Regions from separate parts of the Mus musculus genome. Here regions 1, 2, 3 and 5 are each linked to region 4. Evidence: chromatin contacts called from public HiChIP or PLAC-seq and promoter capture Hi-C data. All regions are on one chromosome and are shown on one strand. Each heading gives the region's core, a stretch centred on a gene start, on an enhancer-like site or on the middle of the called end of the contact. The rest is flanking DNA. Distances are from core to core; before and after follow the strand shown.

The links. HiChIP or PLAC-seq counts read pairs in DNA pulled down with a chosen protein or histone mark. Capture Hi-C pulls out chosen DNA fragments and counts their contacts.
Region 1: an H3K4me3 HiChIP or PLAC-seq map of bone marrow-derived macrophages shows a contact between it and region 4, with 2.8 times the contacts expected there. The contact joins two enhancer-like sites. A contact is called at or near these places in 1 of 39 promoter capture datasets (embryonic stem cells), 3 of 15 datasets of contacts at CTCF or cohesin (the NIH/3T3 cell line, embryonic stem cells and pro-B cells), 19 of 484 Hi-C or Micro-C datasets (the Ba/F3 cell line, the G1E-ER4 cell line, the HL-1 cell line and 8 more), 23 of 115 datasets of contacts at active chromatin or transcription factors (the HPC-7 cell line, the NIH/3T3 cell line, acute myeloid leukemia and 13 more) and 4 of 9 other capture datasets (adipose tissue, bone marrow-derived macrophages, embryonic stem cells and 1 more).
Region 2: a contact with region 4 is called in a FOXA1 HiChIP or PLAC-seq map of pancreatic cancer cells. The contact joins two enhancer-like sites. A contact is called at or near these places in 1 of 115 datasets of contacts at active chromatin or transcription factors (pancreatic cancer cells) and 1 of 9 other capture datasets (adipose tissue).
Region 3: a FOXA1 HiChIP or PLAC-seq map of pancreatic cancer cells shows a contact between it and region 4. The contact joins two enhancer-like sites. A contact is called at or near these places in 1 of 115 datasets of contacts at active chromatin or transcription factors (pancreatic cancer cells) and 3 of 9 other capture datasets (adipose tissue, liver and pancreatic islet).
Region 5: a promoter capture Hi-C map of adipose tissue shows a contact between it and region 4. The contact joins two enhancer-like sites. A contact is called at or near these places in 2 of 15 datasets of contacts at CTCF or cohesin (embryonic stem cells and pro-B cells), 13 of 484 Hi-C or Micro-C datasets (the AML12 cell line, the Ba/F3 cell line, the G1E-ER4 cell line and 6 more), 8 of 115 datasets of contacts at active chromatin or transcription factors (the HPC-7 cell line, embryonic basal ganglia, embryonic stem cells and 2 more) and 4 of 9 other capture datasets (adipose tissue, bone marrow-derived macrophages, embryonic stem cells and 1 more).

What each region holds. Positions count from the first base shown.
Region 1 is chr1:135,689,275-135,692,714 of GRCm38.p6, forward strand. Gm32835 (a long non-coding RNA gene) reads left to right here. Exons shown (of 2, transcript XR_387422.3): 1 at 1-596; 2 at 2,161-2,673. Among named protein-coding and RNA genes, the nearest start is that of Gm32835, 2.9 kb to the left of the region's middle. Within about 2 kb of position 1,982, at least 65 of the 459 cell types and tissues checked have an H3K27ac peak or open chromatin away from gene starts, as enhancers often do. A contact at or near this core is called in the HL-1 cell line, the HPC-7 cell line, the NIH/3T3 cell line and 3 more, where this site is marked.
Region 2 is chr1:135,843,149-135,846,609 of GRCm38.p6, forward strand. It overlaps Tnnt2 (troponin T2, cardiac), which reads left to right. Exons shown (of 15, transcript NM_001130181.2): 4 at 2,407-2,496; 5 at 2,750-2,785. Among named protein-coding and RNA genes, the nearest start is that of Tnnt2, 8.5 kb to the left of the region's middle. Within about 2 kb of position 1,518, at least 33 of the 459 cell types and tissues checked have an H3K27ac peak or open chromatin away from gene starts, as enhancers often do. A contact at or near this core is called in pancreatic cancer cells, where this site is marked.
Region 3 is chr1:135,018,864-135,022,532 of GRCm38.p6, forward strand. It overlaps Lgr6 (leucine-rich repeat-containing G protein-coupled receptor 6), which reads right to left. Exons shown (of 18, transcript NM_001033409.3): 6 at 2,912-2,983. Among named protein-coding and RNA genes, the nearest start is that of Ube2t, 58 kb to the left of the region's middle. Within about 2 kb of position 2,403, at least 79 of the 459 cell types and tissues checked have an H3K27ac peak or open chromatin away from gene starts, as enhancers often do. A contact at or near this core is called in adipose tissue and pancreatic cancer cells, where this site is marked.
Region 4 is chr1:135,409,278-135,412,713 of GRCm38.p6, forward strand. It overlaps Ipo9 (importin 9), which reads right to left. Exons shown (of 24, transcript NM_153774.1): 5 at 116-204. Among named protein-coding and RNA genes, the nearest start is that of Ipo9, 19 kb to the right of the region's middle. Within about 2 kb of position 1,909, at least 79 of the 459 cell types and tissues checked have an H3K27ac peak or open chromatin away from gene starts, as enhancers often do. A contact at or near this core is called in the HL-1 cell line, the HPC-7 cell line, the NIH/3T3 cell line and 3 more, where this site is marked.
Region 5 is chr1:135,668,607-135,672,088 of GRCm38.p6, forward strand. It overlaps a transcript of Nav1 not described here. Among named protein-coding and RNA genes, the nearest start is that of Gm32835, 18 kb to the right of the region's middle. Within about 2 kb of position 1,990, at least 151 of the 459 cell types and tissues checked have an H3K27ac peak or open chromatin away from gene starts, as enhancers often do. A contact at or near this core is called in adipose tissue and bone marrow-derived macrophages, where this site is marked.

The sequences.
Region 1 (3,440 bases), core at 732-3,231, 280 kb after region 4:
CACATTGTCCTATGGAGGGATGAGAAGGCTGCAGATTAGTGCCTGCGATGAGCCCCTTGCTCTAAAGGTGTGGGCACACACTCCAAGTCTGCTGCCACTGGATCTAAGGAGTTCTTTTACTTCTTGGCTACCTCAGTTTTCTACAATGGTAGGACTTGTCCTGTAACGTTGCCGAAAGGATTAAAGGAGGTAACGGAGGTGACATGCTTGTGCCTGGCTATAGTACGTCCTCAATAAACAGTTTTAAGAGACTGCATTTAACTTAACACGCACCGGTTGGAATCCTCTTACTTTTCAGAGTCCCCACAGCCTGCATAGGGTCGCCTTGTCTTAAGAAGACATCATTGCATATGGGTGACACACACCTGTAATCTCAGCACTCAGGAGGCTAAGGCAAAGGGATCGTGAGTTTGAAGCCAACTTGGGTTACACAGACTGTCTTTCCCCGGTGCTCACCAAATAGGGCTGCCTAGGTTTCTTGGCCCTGAAGTCCCAAGGACAAAAAACTGTGGAAGTCGTGCAAAAAAACACCAGAAACTGAACTGCCCACTGCCACAGAGAAAATGGACATGCGTGGGACCCTTGCAGCCACACTGGTAATGCCAACATGACATCACCCCTTGGGTACTTCCCAGAGTGAAAAGGAAGGCCAACATGATACTTTTGTGAGATTTGAGTCTTATATTTAGATCAACATTTCTCTCCTGTGACCCCCTCCCCCAACACCACTCTATTCTGAATGCCTGCCTCAAGCACACATCTCCAACAGTGAACTTAAGTTCGTGGGTAAACACAGGAGGGTGTCCATGGGTGTGAAAGAGAAATAAAGGACCCAGTCTTGTTGGGGTGACAGGCAGAGTGTGTGAAGGCCATAGGTGAGAGCGTCAGAGAGAAACAGGCAGGAGCCAGTATGGGCAGAGTTCTCTTTGGAGAAGAGGCAGGGTCCTACCCATAAGTGGCCTCTGCCAAGTGCCTACCTTGTGAGTGGTTTTTGTCTGAACACAGTGATGATTCAGTTGTTCTGAATCAAACAAATGGATTTCCCTTAAATATGAAAATCAATGAGAGGTAAAGACCAGGGCTGCAGATGGGGTCAGATGGAACGAGCCAGAAGGAGGCTGGGGGTGGGGGGTGGGGAGGGAGCAGATTGGTTGATGAAGGGTGGAGACCTACTCATGGCCACCATAATCTCCATAATGGAGAAGGTGGCTTGCAGGACTGCTGACCCCACTAAGGCAGGTCCCTTCTCTGTCCTCTGCTGCTGTGCACCAGCTCTGCCTCAGGGCAGTTTGTTATCAAGAGGATTAATGTCAGTGTGACAAACAGGGTTTTCAAAATCAGCCCAAGAAGTTTGTGCCCAGCCCATTGAGTCTCAGACCTGGCCTGAGATGAGAGCACTGGAAGCCCCAGAAAGCATAGGAAAAAAAAATTTTTTTCTGCCACAGCCTGATTGCTTTGTAGGGTGGGGTAGATCTTTTCTTCCTATGCTGAGCTCTGTAGGCCAGTGTTCAATTGTCCTGCCACTGGGGTCACCTGATGTGGGACTTTGGACATTTGAATAGAATGCACTCCCTGTGGCCTATAACAGGGCAGTCTTGACCTCCTTGCCTCTTTCAGGGTTCGTAGAGCCGTTTGCAGGGAACTGGGCAGGGATATGAAGACAGTATGTGGCTTCATTTTCCTCAGCAAGAAACATTGTTAGTGCTCTTGAGGTGGAGTCCAGGGACCTTCTGACTTCCTCCTCCAAAGCCAGTGGAAAAACACTGCGCCTGGCTGCAGAGGACATGATTCCCTCCATGCCCGGCTGGTGCCACTTACAGAAATACAGCACCTCAGTTTGCTCGTCAGTGAAAGTGGGTATCCCACCCAGGACACACTACCAAGGCTGTGGTATCAGTGAGATCATAGAAGAGGGTGTGGCTTAGACAGTGCCACTCAAACATAAGCAGAAGCACAGTAATCACACAGAAAGTACCCAGTCATACCCAGCCCTGCCCCACCCACACCAGGTCATGCTCAGCTCCCGGGCCCTGCACTGGGTCCCCCCAACCCTCCCAACCCCTCACTTCACTGTTTCTGGCCTCAGTGCTGCACAGTATATTTTTTGAGAAATAGAAGTCTGTCCAGGCATAACCCTGTCCTCTCTACTTGGTTCATCAGCCAGCAAGGGGCTTCTGCTCCAGCCAGAATGCTTTGCCCCTGCCCTGTCCTTGGCCACTCTGACCTCATGCTGCTGGCCCTGGGTCCTGCTTTTAACGCTGATTGCTGGAGTGAACGAGGGCCCGGGAGGAAGAGTCTGTGGGGAAAGCTGGCAGAGCGATGAACGTTTTACACGAGCCAGCGAGTCACTGCCTTATCGGGAAGATGAGCTGCTCCCTCTTACCAGGAAGTACGATGTGCGGAGAGCCAGTGTTTTTCCAAAGATGGCCTTTGAAGAGGAGTGTTCCTTTAAGGGCTGGGAAAGCAGGAGTGAGGCTGGTGGAGAGAAACTGGGCCCCTTTAAGATGCCTGGCTCTGGCAGGCTTTGCAGTCTTGGAGGTAATAAGAGTCTGGCCACCTATATGCACTTGCTGGGTGTCTATAGCTGCTTTAAGCACTCAATCTATACCAAGCCATATCATAACAAGCCTATATAATAAACATCAGTCGGGTTTTTTTGCCTTTTATCAAAAAGTCTTGGTTTCATTTTTTTAAAAATGTGTTTGTATGTGCAAGTGTGTGTGTGTTCAGTGTGTGTAGGAGGCATGAGTGCAAGAGAACAGCCCTAGGCATCATTCTCAGGAATGCTGTCCACTTCCTTCCAGACAGGATCTCTCACTGGGCTGGAGATCATCAATGGGGCCATATTGTCTGGCCAGAGTCCCGAGGCTCCGCCTGTCTCTGCCTCCCCAGCCCTGGGATCACATGCCCTCATATTTGATTCAGGAGATTGGCCTCAGGTCCCTTTGCTGGCGGAGTCATCCCCTGTGCCCCTCCACTGCCCCTCCCCCACACCCTAACGTTTCTTTAAAAAAAAAAAACAAAAAAAAAACTTTTTTGTTGTTATTTTTGTTTTTTGTTTTTCAAGACAGGGTTTCTCTGTGTAGCCCTGGCTGTCCAGGAACTCACTCTGTAGATCAGGCTGGCCTTGAACTCAGAAACCCGCCTGCCTCTGCATTCCAAGTGTTGGGATTAAAGGCGTGTGCTACCACTGCTTGGCTTCTGAAGTTTCTTTTTAAAAGGCAGGATCAGGATGGGGAGCTGGGGGGCTGGAAAGATGGCTCAGCGGTTAAGAGCACCAACTGCTCTTTTGGAGGTCCTGAGTTCAAATCCCAGCACCCACATGGTGGCTCACAACTATCAGTAATGAGATCTGATGCCCTCTTCTGGTTTGTCTGAAGACAGCTACAGTGTACTTACAGATAATAAATAAATAAATGTATATTTTTAAAAAAAGGGTG
Region 2 (3,461 bases), core at 268-2,767, 430 kb after region 4:
TCCAGATGAGTGGCTGAAACCGATAGGACAGATAATCCTAAGAGTCTTGTTTCTAGGGGAAAGGGTCTTCCCACCGCTGTTAAGCAATTCCTTAACCAGAGATTTGCATCACGAACAACGGGGAAGTGGTCAGGCTCCTCAGATTATGAGCCCAGGCCTTCCAACAGCCCATGCCAGCTCCCTTAGTATGGCCCCCAGTGGGACTTTCCTACCCGTGATTCTGGGATTTGGTAGATGTTCTGTGGGACAGTCCAAAAACTCATTCAGAGCAGGAATGTGGGGTACTTGGAGGGGGAGTCAAATCTTTTCCTATTCTCCCTGCTACTGGGGTCTACCATTTCAGTGAGCGAGAAGCCAGGGCCTGTAGCTGGGGCGCTTCTCTCTCAATGCTTTCAGTTGCTAGGCATGCTAAGCTGCTCCATCCTCAGTAGTGGTTGGCAGGCAATGGTCCTTGAGGCTCAGGCATGTCACGAGGAGTGAGGCTGCCATATTGCTTGAATGTTGACTTGTGAATCAGAGTTCAGGCCTAACTCTGAGCTGGTTGTGGTCTGCGCTGCTGCCAGGCTTTGCACCGCACACTAACCTGTTCTGCTTGCTCCCTTTGCTGTCGCCACCGCCACCTCCTGCACCCGGAAGAGGAAGACTGGAGTGAAGAAGAGGAGGACGGTAGTACAGCGTTCCCTATCCTGTGCCTGTCCCTGCTTTCTTGCTCCTCCTGGGCTCTGGGCTTAGGCTAGGGAGACCAACAACTTCAGAGGGCCAGGACCCTAGGACCCCTCCCCCATTCCCTCTTTTCCTTCTGGGAGGGAAGTGGGAAGGATCTGGGCTATCCTGTCTTCCCACCTGCTCCACATATGGTCACAGAAGGATTCCTGTGATAGGAACAAACCCCAGCTGCTCCACTGCTCATGTCAGTGTTCATGTGGGGACCTTCCCTGTTTTGCCTAAGGCAAGGTTGGGCTCTGGGGACAGAAAAGGCCAGAAATAGCCAGAGCAGAAAGGACATGATGTCAGCTTTCAGATGTGTTCTGCTGAGAGGTGGGGTGAAGGTGGACTTGCTTCTTGGGGGTAACAGGAGGCGAGGGGAGACAGAATGGGGCTTAATTTTAGGACTGGCTTTCCTACAGTGATGTCCAGGGAGGCCTAAGTGTGACCTGTTCCTTGGGCTTCTAAATGACCACTGGGCCCATGGCACGTGGCACAGGAAAATGAAACTTAGGGTGAATGGGAGAAGAGGTGGCCTCAGGGTGGACCCCATAGCTGGCCACCTTCCTCTACTCTTATGCTACCTGACAAACCTCCTGGAGGGTTGAAAGAAGAGGCACCCCAGGACTTCAGTGGGGACCCAGTCCTAAGAAAGGAGGGCAGAGACGATGAGGCAGTGGGGGTGGAGGCCCTCTCTCCTCTGATGGTTCTTTCTGTCCTGAGGTGTTTCTTCTCCCTCTGCCAAGGGGCCACCACTTGTCAGTCTATCAATCACTGAATGTTACAAGCACTTCCGCCAAGCTGAGTCATGGTCTGGATGGCATCCTGTCTCCCTAATCTGTCTGTCCCTTCAGAATGTTGGGAGAGGCGGGGTCCATCCACATCCTGTCAAGCAAACGATGAAAATAGAAACTGCTGGCAACCTTCTGGGTAGCACATCTCTCTAACTATTGGACCTTTCATCCGCCCGCACAACCTCTGTTGGGTTTGGAAGAAGGACTTGAAGAGACACTGGATTCACAACAGACTTTCCCTAGCACCTCAGTTTAGTCAGGACCTGTCCTGTGGTGCCAGCACCTCTGGGGTGAACAGTTGGGGAAGACGATGGATTTCTGTCCCCAGGAAGGTCATGGGGGAAGCTAGTGCTAAACTGGACAGAAAGAGGCTAGACAGAACTTCACCCCAACTAGTCCCCAGCAGTGAGTCTTGATGTCCTGTCACTGGTGTTTCCCACCGCCACACCATTATATTTTATCTATGTATATAATGTGTTTCTACACTAGGGAAGACCCAGCTCAGATTTCCAAACTCTCAGGGAGCCAAATTTAGGGGTACTTACCAGTCAGATGGGACCCTTCTGTTGGATTTCACTTTACCTGCAAAGGAGCAGACAGGGAACTCTGGGGCACTGACTTACTTGGGGGGCGGTTGAGGCATGGATGAGAGTGTAGATGAGTGGGTGAGGTTATAGGAATCTTTGCTTGCAGAAGTAGTCCTGGGCTGGGCGTGGCTTTGTGCTCCAGTTTGAACCAGGAGCCAAACAGCATTCCTCTGTCATTTGGGTCTGTGGCTCCTATATCATGTGAGCCTGGATGTTACTGGCTCTGTTCTACCCTCCCGATGTGATCTCTGTTCTGGGGGTGCTTTCTGCACGTTAAGAGAGAGGGTCAGTTGGTCATGGTGTCTTTTTTACCTCTCCAGAGCAAGAGGAGGCAGTGGAGGAGGAGGAGGCTGGTGGGGCTGAACCTGAGCCTGAGGGTGAGGCTGAGACAGAGGAGGCCAACGTAGAAGGTACAGCCCAGGGTGAGGGGATGAGGGGCTAGGGGTGGTGTCTTAAGTCGTCCAACAGGTGCTTGCTAGCTTGTGTCCCTGTCTGGGCTCGGGGGATGCAGCAGTCTGCTTTCTGGGTGATGATTGTCAATACAGAGCTTCGTTTGTGGTTGACCCTACAAACCAGCAGAATATCCTGCCTGACCATGGGGAATGCTCTTGGGGGAATCTGAGTTGGAACAGGACCTCTGTTGATTGATCATGTTTTGTTTAGAGGTTGGTCCTGATGAAGAAGCCAAAGATGCTGAAGGTAAGTGATGCTGGCACAAGAGAACTCCTCATAGTAGCCTTGGGTGAGACTGTGTCCAGGGATTCCTGTGTAACCAGAGGGTGTACAGGAAAGGGTTGGAAGCCAGAATTTGGTGGTACTTGCTGGGCTTGGGAGGGTGGGACTCAAAACCTTTGTCTTCATCTCAGAGAAGTAGCCTTAGTGTCCAACAGGAGAGAGACCCAGTGTCTAGCCCCTGCTCTCAGAAGTAACAGTCACACCTGACACTCCTGGTACCCAGGCAATGCCAGTGAGGACTGATGTTTGGAGGAACGACTTCCAAGACATGCATGGTCCATACTGTGGCATCATGGTCCCTGTTAGGCTGCAGCCTCTGTCAGTTGTTTCCAGTCACACCTAAGGCAGGGGATAGCCAACCAGGCCTTGGAATTATGCCCACTAACTCCCTTGGCTCTGTGGCCAACAGGAAGTCCAAGGTACAAAACATTGGGCAGGCCTGAGAGGGGTTCTAGGCTCAGGGCCCCTGCAACCTTCCCACAGGACTGTGCATTACTACAAAATCTGAGAAGCAATCTTCCTAGCCTAGAACAGGCGAGTGTCCTGGGCCTATAAACACAGCCAGCCATTCTCTGCGACCTCACCTCCAGGTCACCTTCATGCTTGTTGGTGATTATGGAAGTCCAGATCTACTAGACCT
Region 3 (3,669 bases), core at 1,153-3,652, 390 kb before region 4:
GCCTACAGCAGCAGAACTGGCAGCCTGGTCCTCATCCATGAGAACTTTCAAGAAGCTGAGTTACACAGGTACATTTGGGGGGGCACACCTCTGCTGTGGTGGTATGAGAAGGATTGGCAGCATGGAAAGAGGGTGGCAGAGGACATGAGCTACGTTGTGTGTGCTGCATGTGCCTAGTTTGAGAGCCTGTGTGGCCACGCATGTCCATGCCCGCACCTGGCCCCTCCTCCCAGGTGGCAAAGCTGGGGGCTGCTCTCGCTCTGAAGAGCAGGCTGCAGAGAAGCCAAACCACAGCGTGAGCCAAACCACAGCCTGGGCTGTGGGGGTTTGATCTTCCCTCTGCTGCCAGAGATGAGAGAGGTCTAAGTGGCAGAGATTTACAGGGCCCGAGGGAGAAGTACCCTTCCAGCAAGAAGTACACATGAAAGCTCCCAAGTAATAGCCAAGGCTGCCGAGTACGCCAATTATGCAACAATTAAAAGACTTGCCTATCATTTCTTCCCCCTTTCATTCTCGCAGCCGCTCCTCCTCCTCCACATCTGCCTTCCCCTGCAGGCTCCCCAAGAAAACGCTCTGGGGAACAGAAGAGAAAGAACACACTCCCCCCCACCCCCGCTTTAATTGGAGATCAAAAGTTGGAAGAAGGGCTTGCTCTTCGAGGGTGGGGAGGAAATGGGGTGTCATGGAGATGAAGCCTCATACAGAGGGCTGAGGAAGAAAACAGGGAGGAGGGGAGGGTCCTATATATCTGCCAGACTCTGTAACAACTTTATACAACCCTGTGACATTATGTTATAGGTTAGAAAATTAAGACTCTTTGAAAGGCAAACGGCTGAGCTCAGACAGCTGGGAGAACCGGCAGTAAGGGCTCCGGGCTGCTTGGTGCCAAGGGAATAACCACTGGGCTTTTCTGCCTCCACACTGTAAAGGTTGGAGGACTTTTCCATGTTTCTTGGTCTTGGCTTTTCCATCTGCAAGGTGGGCATAGCCCAGGGGCCTTGTGTGTTGAGGCCAAGATAGATGAAAGAGACAGTGGGTGCTTAGCAGCGGCAGGACTGCTCTATAATTCAGCCAGCAGCCGCTGAGCCAAATGCCCTGCACAGCAAGACAGTGGCTAATTGAGAAAGAGTTAGGCAGTGTGCCCCAAAAGTGAAGAAACAGCTACTTGTTGGCTTTTTTGAGGTGCCAACTCACTCCATATCTGTGCCCCAATCCTCACCTGACTTCCCAGCAAAGCTAAACAGCCCCACATTCCAGGGTGGAGGTGCTCTCTCCCGCCGGCCCACTGTTAATTGCAATCCAATCTCAGCACCACCCAGGAGTTGGGCTTCTCTAGGGAGGCTCCAGAATCAGCACACAGTAGGTCCACTCAGTATACATTGGGCCAGGGGGGTAGGACAACCAGGGTCTCTCCTAAGGACTCCCATTGTCTCATTAACACTCTGATCTGCTCTGGGCACAGTTGGGAGGTCACCCTGGGAGAAGGATCACTCTGAGAGGAACTACGCAGCCTTCCTGGAAAGGAACTTTCTCTTATGGAGATTTAGAGGACTAGACTGGCCTGTTCTAACTGTGTAGTCATCAGTCACAGCTATGGAGGAGGAGCAGATAGTCTAAGCCTTGCACAGTAGTGGGAACAGATGGGAATGTTCCTGCATCCAGGCTGGGGCATGCTGCCCTGACACAGTGCTCCTTCATATACAGTTGGTCAAAGGGTCTGGATTCCAGGAGAGTTGAACCCAGCGCTGCTGTTCCTCCTGCTATGTACTAAGCACAAGAGAGCAGCCATGTTCTTAGGAATCATACCCACAGGAAATAATATATGACTGACCTAGGTATGAGTCTCTCATCGGTTTCCCCATACAACCACAGATTCTGGAGCCAAGGCATCTTGGGGTAGACGTTACAGAGTGGTTTTTCCCAACATGTTGCTTCCCCCATCACAGCCTGACTTCCAGAATCTTAGCTTCTGCTGCACTGGATTCCTAAGACTCCATCAACTTAAGAGCAGTCGGGGGGGGGGGCTAGAAAATGGGGGCTTGTTTATAACTGGAGAAGGAGATTCAAAAGTTGTGATAAACTCCTGATCTCTCATGAACCTTTCCCCACCCTTGCCGGCTTACACTTGTGGTGATCTGGGGCCCTTCTCTCCCAGAGCCCCCAACTCCATATCCAGCACCAGGTGGCTGTGGTAGCCAGTTCCCTCAGGGGAGCTAAAGACCCCAGCTGGCATGACCAGTCACTCTTGCAGAGCCTGGCTGATTGTTTGCCCAGTGGGGCCCCACTCGGCCCACTCTGCAGGGGCTGGCAGGCCTCCAGAGGAAGTGATGGGAGGGCTTGGGTGCATTCTGACCTTAGCTGAATTCCTGGATGATGATGTGTGAATAATATGGCTTTTTAAGAGTCAACAGCTCGGGCGCTTTTTATAGGCAGGCTGTGGTGCTGAGCGGGCCACTTCCCCATTAATCATTTAGCTAGTTAGATCAGCTGGCAAACACTCCTGACATTATTCCATGGTATTCCTCTCCCTTCTGTCAGCAGCCACCCTTAAGCAGACATCAAAACTGCCATCAGGTCAGCCCCAGCCCACCCCGAAATCTTCCAGTCTCCAAGCTTCATGCCCCAGTCCCTCTGCCTTGTTAACTGTTTCCTTCTACGCATTATTTGATGTCTCTGCTAGCAGGGACCCTGCCCTCCTACTTCCTGGGCTACCTACCCTGAACTACCTTGTACCCACCTAAAGGGAGAAGGAATTCTTGCTGAGTGACATCTTAGAGAAGAGTCCCAGAATGGGCACACAGGTGACCAGGACCGGATCATACCCTGCTGGCCCTTCCTAAGCCCACACCCCGACTCTAGTCAAGATGTCCTCACCCAGCAGACTAGGACTTAAACAGGCTCTCCCACTCACAGTGTCTCCAGATTGTGCAGCCCCTCGAAGCTGTGGGTCCCCACATGCTGGATGCGGTTGTTATGTAGATGCCTGCGTGGGAAGGAGAGAGACACATCAGAGTGTGTGGCACAACCTCGGAGCCAGGGCAGACAGTGTACACAGCAGCAGAATAAGGGTGTAGCACCAACAGATAAACCCCAGTGGTCCAACCTCTTTTCTCCAGGGACAAGCAAATCAGCCAAGACCCATTTCTGAAGCCACGATTGCCAAGGCAGGATCGACCACAGGCTGGATACCTTATTGCCTTCCTAGTGATCCGCTCTGGGAAGAGGAAAGCCCAGCCAAGGCTCCAGCGAGTTCTGACTAAGCACTGGGAGAGAGACCTGATGTCATAGGGGCTCACATCTGAGGCTTCTTCTCTGGCCCCACTCCTTAGGACTCAGCCAGCCTGACTCAGTGGCCAGACGTTCTTAGAGGAGCCAACAGTCAACCACTGCAGACAACATATAATTAAAGGCTAAACTTTGTTACAACTGGAGAGAGCTGTGGTCATGCTGAGAGAGCTGGGAGGTTGGTGAGGCTGAGGCAGCAAGCATGGCCTCTCAGAGCAGAGGTGGCACTCCTCAGCAGGGCCTTGACAGGCAACTCGCTTGAGTGGAGGGAAGGGATTCCAGGCTCAGATGGGTGACAGGAAGGTGCATGAGTTACCTGACTGTGCAGAGGGAAGTTTTAGGAGAGCTTCCCAAGGAAAACAGTTCGCTGAAAGCAAAACAAAA
Region 4 (3,436 bases), core at 659-3,158:
TCCAGTTTTTGGCATGGGCACCAGTGACAACAACCATCACCATACACCTGAGAGGTGGCGCTGACCAGAGCCAGGCAGGTCCTTTTGCTGCACCTACTGGGCTGAGATTCCATACCTCGGCCATGGTGAATATCTTATACATCTCTGGCAGAATGACAGGAGCAACAAGTGGCATCTGTGTGTCTGTCACTTCTCGAGTAAACTCTGCAAAGACAAAAAGTAAAAGATACTTCATAAAGATGAAGTGTGAAAGCTTGCAAGCCATCTAGGTAGCAGTTCCCAGTCGGACCTAGGAATGGCCACTGGTCTAGCAAACTCACTCTGAAGAAGGACAAGGAGCCAGAAGCATTATTCGTCAGAAGGGGAGAGAGAATAGGAACACAAAAGAAGATACAAGATATTAAAAAGAAAAGCACACAGATTAAAGCCATCTGCAACACAACTGCATACAAGTAAGGCAAACAGGGGTCCTTCTGAGCTTGTGCCATGACAGCTTTGAGCACAAGTGCCATTCTGGTTTCTGTCAGTTCTGTCTCCTGACAAGTTACTTCAATGTAAACAACAAAACAAACGGGGCATAGTGGTGCATGCCTTTTTAATTCCAGCACTTGGAAGGCAGAGGCAGGCAGATCTCTGAGTCCGAGGCCAGCCTGGTCTACAGATCGAGTTCCAGGACAGCCAGGGCTACATGGTGAGAGCCTAGTCTCGAGAAAAACCAACCAATCAACCAACCAACCAACTACCAACCCTCCCACCCATCTGAAAATGTATTAAGCATCGACTCCATTTATCAATGTGTAATTCTGGGGTTAGGATTCCTGAGTGAAGGTGTTTAACCCATGTGCAGATTTGAAAGAGGTGAGGAAAGACAGGTCATATCGTCTTGTGTATGGAAAAAAATTAAATAAGAAAATGCTATGCATAAAGACCCTGTATCAATCCCCACAGGTCAAATACAGATCAAATACTGGAGACCAGCTGTTCTTTAGGAATGTGGCTTCCTTCTGAAAGATAAATTCCAAGCTTTGTCTTAATAAAATTAATATCTTAATAAAATGTCAAATTCCATTTAGACTGAAGTCAGCCCAAATAAATACATTAGATAGCATATTACCACCTCTGGGCCTAGGATCAAGCATAGCCTGCATTTATGAATAAATATAGCATAGAGCTTGGGTGCAGCTTAGCACGTTCAAGGGTCTGGTCCGATCCCCAGTGTCATCGCCACCATCACCACCACTACAAAGAAAGGAGTCTTAGTACTGAAGTGACTAACTGTACAGTTTAACTTTTCTATAATCATTGTGAGTAGTCTCAATTTGTTCATACTTTGTAGGTTTAAATTCAAAGTAAGTTTTCTGAGGTCATTATTATCAAGTCAAAAAGTCTGGGGTATTAACAACTAAATTTACAAAACTATAAGATAGAAGTAAAAGATTTATCTATTAGATCAAATATTTAAATTCTTAGCATATAGTCCCTTTATATCTTGAGACCAAGTTCTCTTTTATAAATAGTAAAATAACTCAGAAGTCAAGAACAGTATCTTCCTCCAAAAAGTCTCAAAGACACTGGGCACAGCTGGACATGCCTATTTTCCTAAGCTATTCTGGAAGGTGAGGTGGGACTACCGGAGCCAGGAGTTAAAAGTTAGCCTGGGCAACACAGAGTGACCTCCATCTCAAAATAAAAAAAGGAAAACCCTAAAGAGAACTGGTCCCACATTTCTCACACACCAATACTTTTCTGTCCTCATGGATGTTCCAGTTCCTGTGGTGTGAAGTTGAAATCAACTGGAGTAGCTATTTGTGAATGGAGGCTGGCTGCCGTCCACTTCATGCCTGCTGACTCATTACAAAGGATACACATTTCTTCACCAGTTCCTTCTCCTGGCTGGGAGAAAGTGACCTCACTGTATAGTCATTTCCTTAGTCAAGTACAAAGCCTCTTCTGCTTTCCAATCAGAGTAACTATACAGCCATCCTTTCTCTCCAGGTCTGTCAGAAAGAAGCTAACTCCGTACAGGAAAACTAGGATTTCCTCTCCTTGGCTAAAACAATTGCCCTTTGCTGGATACCCTGGCACTAGGAGAGCTAAGCAAAGGCTCTTAGAAGTTCAATTCCACAGAGCAGTCACCTCACTCATACAGAAGCAGGGAGGTGAAAGGCCAATCAAGGAACACCTTGGCCTTTCTGATGTTTCTGAGCTAAAAGCTCACCAGTAGGTACACAGTCGGAACTCTAAAAGGGTATCTGGGGGTAAGAATAGGACAAATGAAAGGTCTGACTTTGACATAGAATTGGTAACCTGCTATTAATGCTGAGTGGGCATGTAAAATGCAGCATAGATGCCAAGTAAACAGATTCAACGGCTAGACCTCGAGTGCTGCTCCTCACACACCTGAGCGTAGGAACTCGACATGCCACTCAGTGTGCAGGAGCCAGGGAATTATATCAGGAAAGGACTTTCTTGTTTGTTTGTGTAGCCTTGGCTATTCTGGAACTCACTTTGTAGACTAGGCTGGCCTCGAAGTAGAGATCTATCTGCCTCTCTCTTGAGCGCTGAGATTAAAAGCATGCACCCCCATGCCTGCCACCATGCCCGGCAGAAAAGGACTTTCAACCTCCCCTCCTTTCATATGCCAGAGCCCCAGGAACATAGAGGTTTCAGAGATCAAAGGCTCCCATCTCCTCCTCTATCACACAACACCATGCAGAACCTGCTAGAGCCAGAAGAATTGAGAACTAATTTGTAACTAAGTGCAGCTGAGCTAACAATTTACCCCATAACCAGTCTTTAAAATATACATACATATATCTATCTTATTTTTTAATTACAAATGTGTGTGTGAGCGTAGATCCTCAGAGGCCAGAGGCACTGGATCCCCTGAAGCTAGAGTTAAATAAAGGCAGCCATGAGCTGCTTGATGTGGCTACACAGAATACAACTCAGGTCATCTGCAAAAGCAGCATGCATGCTTAACTGCATGCACTAGCCTCCTTCTGAGGGGAGGGAGGGGGCTTTTGTCTGCATGTATGTCTGTGCACCGAGTGCCTGCGGAGGGACCAGGAAAGGGAGGTATACCCCTGGGATTGGGCTTACGGATGGTTAGGAGCCCTGGGAATTAAACCCAGGTCCCCTGGAGAGCAGCCAGTGCTCTTAACCACTGAGCTGTCTCTCCAGCCCCATAACCTCCCCTCTTCTTCCTATACTGTTCTTCTTAGTCTCATCCCTTACTCTTTCTACTTAATGAAAACTTCCCATCAGCTTTAACAATCTCTAAAATCTGCAGACCCCAAAGGGGTCTCAACTTTCCCCTTCTGGCTACATTTTACTAACCTCAATGTTTTTCTTCTCCAAGGTGATCTATGCTAACTCCTCCCTCTTACAAATCCTAAATCCTCCCTATTTCTATCTTACAAACAAAAAATTTTGA
Region 5 (3,482 bases), core at 740-3,239, 260 kb after region 4:
CCTCTGTCTACAAGGACCCAAGTTCTGGAACACACTTAGCAAAACACCTTGAGAGCTACCAGGTACCTTCATAAGCAAGGGGCTGCTCGATGAGTCTCAGATTTCATTGGTTATACTCAGTGCGGACCCTTTTTTTCCACATTGAACATCTTATGCCCGAGCTGTACTTACTGACTAAGACATAAGAGGCTGATAGGGGAAGCACAGCCCCTAGCTGCAGAGAACTCCCAATCTGGGCATCAAGATATGGAGATCCTGAGACAAGCCAGGGACACCGCCCTAGACCTTAAGTCAACCCACTGTTGAAGAGGCAGGGCTTTGCCTGAGGTGGGTAGGGAGGACCATCTCTTTCCCTGGGGAGCTTCCGGAGTCTAGAAATAAAGGACCCAGAAGAAAAGCCCAAAAATGAAAACAGAAGAAAGAGAAATAAGTCAGTTCGTATATAATGCCCACTCTAATGCCAGTGTCAGACACATCCAGTCTTAGCAAGCACTGGAAGGTCTCGTTCACAGTCACGGCCAGTAAGCAGCAGACCCTGGATGCAAAGTCAGATGGGACCACACCCTGCCTCTGGGTGGCCCCGTGTATGACTGCAGCAGATTCATCTCTTCCTGTGTTATCATCCTGACTAGGAACCAGCTCATCTTCCTGTTCATATCCTCTAATATTAAATATCGCTGCATCTAGGACGGCCTCCCTGACCATATTACACTGGAACCAGATGGTCTGCTAACCCTGTCTGGGTAAAGTCAGGAGGAGGCTCTCAGAAGGACTCTCGTCTTTCTGCTAGAGGAGCCCTCACGGTGCAGAGGCAAGCTGTGGTCCAGGCTTTGCAGTTCGGTGGTCTCTGGGGGAGAAGGCTCGGGATGAAAGGACTCCAGCTTGGCCCCAGACCAGACTCTAGGTAGTTGTGTAGGATTCTTGGAAAGAGCAAGTACAGAGGCACACAATTTGGAAGCCTATGGAATGCTGGATTCATTTGCCCCGCCTCCCCTGCCCCCAGCCCACTGCCTACTCTGGGGCTCCGAGGATAGGAAGCAACTTGGTCTGTCCATCACTGTTCAGAGCCCTGGGAGACCCAGCTTATGGCATAGAGCCAAAGACCCCAGTGGACCATATGAAGACCACGGTGAGTGCTTAGCAGTACCTCCACTCCCAAAGAGAGGGTCTGCAGAGAGGGAAAGAGAAAGGCAGCTACACAGCCCCAGAGATGGGTTTATAGACACAGCGGCATCCTCCTATGGCATCAGCAGCTTGAGACTTGAAGAGCTAGGTGACAGGGTCTCACTAAATCATTGCCTCTCCAGGCACGCTACGGCCAAGGGCTCTGGCAGGGAACCAGGGTCCTAGGCTTATCCCAGTTCCTCCTGTACTTCCTCCAGTTACTGCAGATGCACGAGTTCTGTTGGTCATCAGCCAAGGAAGCCCAAGGCTAAGGCAAATGGTAGTTTGGGGCGGGTTATATCCATCTACAGTGGGCAAGTTAGCAGAGCCACACAGGAGGGTTGTGCTGATAGGGGAGGGAAAGCTGGCTCTGGCTGCGGGTCCCAGTAACCGCAAGAAAAGAAGACTCCAGAGACAGCCAGACTAGACAACATTGACGGTTTGTTTTTGCCAACCAACACCATCTAAGTCTGTTTGAAATCACCCAACATACTTGATAGTCCAGGAGAATAAAGAGAAAAACTGAGGTTGTTTGTTTGTTTGTTTGTTTTTGTGGGACAGGGGTAGTTCTATAGATAGAGCCTATGCCAAGAATCAAAGTCTTAAACACCATTGAGGGTAACAGACCCAGCTCTGCTCTCTAGGCCGTTAAAGTCCTCTGCTCGCCTAGTTTTCCCATACAGTGCAGGGCTGCCCCACCCGAGGCTCTCACCCACCCCCGTCTTTCATCTAGTGTAGAGTTGAGTGGGTAAGCCTCGCTGCTTTTCCCAGCCCAAATGACGCAGGGGCCAGCTGGCTGCTGCAGAGGAGGGCGTGGGAATCCTGTGGGTTGTGCTGGGCAACTGCGCCCTCTAGTGGTAGCCACAGAACGATGCACAGACACGCAGACAAAGGGTGAACCAGATTTCCTATCTCCTTTTGCACCATCTCTTCCCAAGGCCTCTATGATACAGTCGGCGCCAGATGACTTAGGCCCTGCTCAAAAGGAAGTGGAAGAACAGCTTGTGGTCCTTGACAACTTCTAAACCAAACCCTTGGAGGAGAGAGGAGGCCAGTGCTTCTGCACTCTGGCCACACCTTCTGTGAAAGCCTTCATCCGGCTACAGCATACTCTCATGTCTCTCAAAACTCTTTCAGCCTCTCCTGTCTGAGATGCTACCCCTGCCAGAGGAAAATCCTAAGCCTCCATCCCATGCAGAGACTTGAAAGCCACAGTGTGGGCTTCTCAGGGGACAGGGATCTGCTTCTGGTCACCCCAAAGGGGAACTTCAAGCATTCCCTAAGGAAGCACTCATTCACTGAGAACCCATCTTATGCCACAACATCTGCAGCCACAGTCTCTCAGCAGGCCCAAAGGGAACCAGAGTCAAACCCCAGTTTACAGAGTGGAGGGTCGGGTCTCAGAAGGTCAAGTGTCTTGTCCGTGAGCGACTATTTGTCAATAATCTCTGGTTTCTGCAAGCCAGGTGCTAAGCTAAGTGTGTTATTACACAGACTCTGTTATACAGATGTCCCCATAAGCTAGGCTGTCCGGTGAGCTAGGTTAGAGTTAGCTCCCTGTTACAGATGAAGGTTCAGAGACAGGAACAGGCACATGGCACATGGTATATTCTAAGTCACAAACAAAGTCAGACACAAAAACACACACCTAGGAAGTATCAGAAGCATAGAAACACAATTCTATTTCCCCCTTACTCTGATACTGGCTTTATGTTGTTATTATTATATTTTATTTTTATGTATGTGTATGCATATGATATATGAGTGTAAGCCCTGTGCATGGCCAGAAGAGGGCGCTGGATCCCCTAGAGCTGGAGTTACAGGCAGTTGTGAGCCACCTAAGGTGGGTGCTGGGAGGCAAACAAGAACTTTGGGAGGAGTAGCAGGAACTCCTAACCATTGAGCCATCCATCCAGACCTCTTTACTGGTGCTGTTTGCTTTGTTTTTCATCTGCTTTTTTTTGGAACCCTAGGTTGCCTCCTTTCTGCCCCTTTGAATGCCTCACATAAGGCTCCATTGCCACCACAGCACAGCACAAAGACGGTATCTCAGGAGCCACACGGCATAGCACAGAGACAGCATTTTGGATACCATATATAGCACAGCACAACACAGCGACCACATCTCAGGTGCCACACAGCACAGCACAGAGACAGCATCTCTTCTTCAGCTTCCGAGGCATCCTCTGTCTTTTTACAAGAGCCATAGAAATGACCTTGGTGTCCCCTTCCTTCTTCCCTTCATCTTTTAATTCCTGCCGAAGCAAAGTCATGCCTGCCTTTTTTCTCAACATGATTACAGTAAAGGGACTGGATTG